Linked DNA regions of Zea mays: region 1 is linked to region 2. A link is a contact called in public Hi-C data. All regions are on one chromosome and are shown on one strand. The core of a region is the stretch at or near the end of the contact, and the rest is flanking DNA. Distances in the headings are between cores, read along the strand shown.

Region 1 (2,700 bases), core at 175-2,674, 650 kb after region 2:
AAGTGAGTTGAGGTAAAATTCCTGAAATAGTTCTTGCAAGAATATGCAATCTGTTTGCTAAATCTCTATGTGTGTAACTGCATATACTTCATAAGAAGGTATTTTACCATACTAAGACGGTTTTGCAAGGGTCAGAGAGCACATTTCTAAAATTAGCCTTTATAGAAGATTCAATGGAATATAGATATAGAAGATCGAAATCTGTCCTGATGATAATTGGTGTACTCTTTTTTCTGTGGTGGGTTTTCTTGAAGTTTATCACATGAGGTTTTTAATGACAACAAAGTGCAAATGCAATATACGTCACCATGCGTTTTTTCTCCATATTTTTTCTACTAGGTTTTTGAGAGTTTTAACAAGGCATGTGTTGGTCGCGATATTTGCCCGAGGGGGAGTGTTAAGAAACCATAGTATGGTTATATGGGCGAATACTAATTATACATCTGAGGGGTCTGACGTCTCTATATAAATGAATCTGTACCTCTTTATAAGAGAGAAGAGATTAGAAAGAGGCCAGAGACCCAATCTTATATTATGTGTCTCGTGTGTTTTTCTATCGTGCTTATGAGAAAGAAGACGAATCTTCTACAACTTTTGACGACTAATATACTGATAGGAGGGTAGTGAGCAGATCTGATTATAGTTATCAACAGTATCTACCCCGTTGGGCCAGAAGAGTGCAGCAGAACTAGGGGTGGAAACGAGCCGAGCCGAGCTCGACTCGGCTCGGCTCGCTGCAGCTTGCTCGTGTAACGAGCCGGGCTCGGCTCGCCCATCTGGCGAGCTCGAGAAAGCGGCTCGGCTCGGCTCGCTCCGGGCTCGCGAGCCGGCTCGCCGAGCCAACGGGCCTATCAATAAACGTAAATCTGCTCTATAAATTATAATATAAAATCTTAAAAATATTTTAAATAACATATTTTAAATTAGTAAAATAGATATATCACTAATATAATATAGAAAATAGATTATTTTTTATAGTAATATCAAATAACAGAAATTAATTGTCTACTCCTTACTAATATTATATGTTAATTAAGATTTTATATAACAAATTGTTGTTAGGACGAGCCACGAGCCAGCTCGCGAGCTGCACCGAGCCGAGCCGAGCTGACTCGCTCTTTTCACGAGCCACAAAAACAGGCTCGGCTCGGGCTCGTTCTATGCGTCGAGCCGGACCGAGCCGAGCTGAGCTGCTGCGAGCCCGAGCTCGTCGAGCTCGAGTTTTTTTTTCTCGCCCTAAGCAGAACAACAGCAGCCAGCGCCGCCCGAGCCCTGCAGGCCTGCACGCCATCCTCCTCCAGTCCTCCACCCTGTATGGCGCCCCGCCAACGAGCCCCGAGCTACCAAACGGGCCCAAAGTGAAGTCTGGGCCTTTAGCTGTTCGGCCCATCAAAGGCACCAGCTTCAGCATCAACGCCTCCGCTGCCGTCGCTCCGGACTCACCGCTAGGTTTTTCCTCCTGCCGCCGCCTCCCAGACCGTCTCCTCCGCCCCAGCCGGGATGCCGACGGTGAGCGTCGGCCGGGATCGTCTCTTGGCTGCCATTGGTCGAACCTACAGTAAGTTTGACTTCCTTTGCGCAGTCCCTCCCCAAAAGCCCAGCTCTTCCCTCCGCAACAGCTCGTAACCAATCCTACTGGCTGCAGCACAGGAGGAGTTCGAGGCGCTCTGCTTCGAGTTCGGCATCGAGCTGGACGATGTGGTGAGCATATCTCTCCGCCATTGCCCCTCCCGTCCGCTGTGCTGGCAGTGGCGTTGTCTGAATTTTGAGGGTTTTGGGTCTGCGTCTGCAGACGACGGAGAAGGCTATTATCAGGAAGGAGAAGCACCTCGAGGACGACAGTGAGGTGGACGAAGATGACGAGGTCATCTACAAGATAGAGGTTGCCGCCAACAGGTCAGCAGATTTTGTTTTCGTCAAGGAATCGATGTTACTAGAGTACTAGGTATGCAGGATTTTGGAAATCCGGTAAAAACTTGGAACAATGCATGCAGATATGATTTGCTATGTCTTGAAGGACTAGCAAGAGCTCTTCGTGTTTTCACTGGGACTGAAGCAAGCCCTGTATTCCAAGTTTCATCAATCCCTCGGGGTTCAATGCTTCAGATGCATGTTAAACCAGAGGTAATGTCATGTTGTTGGGACTTGCAGTGCATTTTAAATAACATCCTAGAAGAAACTACTAGATTTCTTCAGTTTTCCATCTCTAGGCAGTAGAGAAAATTGTACAGCAGCACTGTTTAGTGTATGTTATGGCTATGCACTTGAATCAGTCGACTTTTGGATATGGAAATGGAATGTTATGTCTCCAGGATAATGGGAAAATGATGTGTGAAACTGTCAGTTTTGGAAGGAAAAACGGAAGCAATACCCTACTGGCATTTTTCATGCTATTAAAATATGTATTTTTTTGGTGCATCCTCTTTGTAATGTTTTATTATTGTTGTGAAAACGATTATAGCTTGAAGCGGATGCTAAGTGTTAGGATATTAACATATTTGTGATTTTGATATTTGCCTGTTATTACTAATTCTAGAAGCTATATATTAACGGATTAGTGTTGTATTTCTAATTTTGATGTTGATCTTATCCTCCAGAATGGTATATTCATGTTCTTATTTTCTTCCAGTGTAATCCTTGATTTGGTGTTTTTTCAGACTTCAAAAATTAGACCGTACATAGTTTGTGCTGTCCTAAGAG
Region 2 (2,700 bases), core at 76-2,575:
CTTCTTACGCCTCTACTGCTGACGGGAGGGAAGAAAGCGGATCTGGTGATCCGTGGTAACGTAGTTCTCAACGCAAATGTACTGATAGCGTCACGCGCGGCAGATATTGCTTGGATAGAGCCGTCGTGTCGGAAGAGGAGAGGCAACAAAGGCCGACGTGATACAATTTTAGGTTTCAAAATAATAATGGTTTCTGTTTTTTTATCACATTTCTTGGACCTTTAATTTCAAGTTGATTGGTACTACCATCGATCAGCTTGTGATGTCTCAAGATAGACTAGGATGTTGTTAGTATCTTTTGATCTACGCGAGCTGGAAGAAACCTCTAGCGATGGTTCCATTGGCACCCCTGGGGAGGAACCCACCGGGGATCTGCTCGTTGCGCGAGCCGTAGAGGATGCGGAGCACCTCCGCAGGCGTGCGTTGGAACCCGAGCGAGTCCTCGCCGGCGCCGAGGATGTTGCTTATGGTGCGGCGCTCGGCGCCCTGCCGCCGGTCCAGCACCTTGACCCCTTCGTCCTTGGCGCCGCACCCGGACATCCGGTTGCGCCAGTCGGAGATCCGGCGCGTGAAGTCGGCCACGGTGTGGCCCTGGTACGGTGGGACGGCATCGTCGGCGCGCTGGTACAGCAGCAGCCGGATCACCGCGTCCTGCCCGGCCTCCACCGCCAGGATGCTCGCCTGGAGGCGCTTGGAGGCGTAGCCCATGAGGCTGGGGCCGATGCCCATGGCGGCGGCGGCGGTGACGTGCGGGAACACGTAGGAGGCGAGCAGGAAGTTGACGGGCCCGGCGTACGGGTCGAACGGCGGGTCCAGACGGACGCCCATGGCGTCGTCCATGACCATGGCGAAGCGGTCGGCGCCGAGGTCGATGGGCGGCCGCGGGAACCCGCCCACGGCCTGCCTGATGGCGCGGATGTGGCCCACCTCCTGGTACCCGAGCTCGGCGGCGACCTCGGTTGTGCGGAAGTCCAGGTCCGCCTTCCTGGCCCCGGACGGCCGAGGCCCGCCGCCGGACAGGTTGCGGTCCAGGAAGTCCACGCCACGTCCCAGCGCCGCGTGCAGGAACCACTCCGCCTCCACGAACTTGGCGTTGAGAAGGAACTGCAGTTGCTCCATGTCGCTCGGGTACACCGCCAGCGCGCCACGCCGCGGCGCCAGCGCGCGGCACCGCGGGTCCTCGGGGGCGCCCGCCGGAACGCTCGGCGGCACCACGGTGGCCTGAGACACCACGGCTAGAAGTAGGAGTGCGCCCGCTGCCAGGAGGAGGAGGTGGAGGGCGGCGTCACGCGCGCGCGCCATAGCTTGCTCTGCTGTTTGGGCGAGGGAGACCAGCTAGGGAGAGTGGAACATTTGTAGTGAGGTCGCAGTTAGTTAATTTTAGTTAGCGTGGATTTAGGAGGAAAATAGGGTTAGATTGAGTTTTGGCAGGCCACGAAATGCTTGTGTGGAGATGGTTAGGTTAACCACGTACCAAAGGGTCGACGGAAATTTCGTCAAATCTAATACAGAATACTTACAGAGTCGTATTTTCTTTAACAATCAATATACACTTTCATATGTTGCAACGCAAATTAACTACAAAGGCTTTCCGCCGACGGGATTTCCTTTTTTCCCTTTTTTTTATTTTTTCCTGTTAGAACTTGCAGTGCCAATCAAACTGATTCGAATTCCCTTGTATGAGTATTTCTTAACCAGTTCCCCTATTTTATCCTTTATTTCAAACTCAACTCTACAAACAATGTTAACAATATCATCTATAGTCGCATCTCTTATTTTACACGATACATCGAAGACAAATCAATGAGTTGGTGGCTCGGGTGGTCGCCTGCACCAACAACAATCAATCGATTAGGCCACACGATCAAACAACACAGTCCATACGATCGTGGAACTACACCGATCTGTATCGACACGATCAATTGATACTTTCCATGGTGTAACACCCCTGGTGTTACAAGAACTAAAACTTGGGCATGACATCATATGCATTGACATGTCATTATGTATGTTACACCTAGAGTGCATCCACTAGGCTAAAACTTCAAAACAAGTTGTGAGGTGATGACTTGAAGTGATCCTTAACCTTAGGATAGGGTACTTAGCCAAGGGATAGAGGTATGTGGGTGTGTATGATAACAAATTGAGTATTACCTCAAAGGTTAGTGGAAATGTTCATAAGAGCCTAAACATGGTGAAATTGAGTGGCACATAAACCATGGAACACTCAAAAACCCTAATTAAAACCCTAGAAACCCTAATTTGTGCTCTATGAGATGATTTCAATTTATATGCACTTTTGGACCAAAGTGCATATATCAAAGTGGTAGAGTATAAAAAACTAAGCAACTTTTACATTGGAAGATTTTCAAGTGTTGTGGAACAAAGTGGAGTTAATTGCAAAAAGCCCCAAGAGCACCCATAGGGCTTTACTCTGAAATCAGTGACATTAGGCCAAGTTTGTGACCTAGTATCTTTTAATCCATGGAGATTTTGCCATGGGTCATTACAACAAACTTGTAGAGCTATGTTAGTAGTTCAAGTTTGATTAAGTGATCTAACCCTAGAGCTACTTAGAAATTGGAGAAAAATTGACTAAAAGTGAGGTTGTAAGTCGGATCAGGCACTGAAGTTTGACTTACAGTGAACTCTAATGAACTTTGGAGCCAATTTGAGCTTGATTGAGTGAGCAAATGACCA

What was found. Hi-C and Micro-C count contacts between places; a contact is called where the count stands out from the background.
Region 1: a Hi-C map of tassel shows a contact between it and region 2, with 5 times the contacts expected there. The contact joins the promoter of LOC100280512 here to the promoter of LOC100283934 in region 2. A contact is called at or near these places in 8 of 25 Hi-C or Micro-C datasets (bundle sheath, ear, leaf and 2 more).

What each region holds. Positions count from the first base shown.
Region 1 is chr6:57,010,604-57,013,303 of Zm-B73-REFERENCE-NAM-5.0, forward strand. LOC100280512 reads left to right here and starts at 1,425. Exons shown (of 19, transcript NM_001153432.1): 1 at 1,425-1,558; 2 at 1,646-1,701; 3 at 1,793-1,896; 4 at 1,995-2,124; 5 at 2,658-2,700. The coding sequence starts at 1,501.
Region 2 is chr6:56,358,626-56,361,325 of Zm-B73-REFERENCE-NAM-5.0, forward strand. It overlaps LOC100283934, which reads right to left and starts at 1,326. Exons shown (of 1, transcript NM_001156832.1): 1 at 172-1,326. The coding sequence starts at 1,302. The coding sequence ends at 304.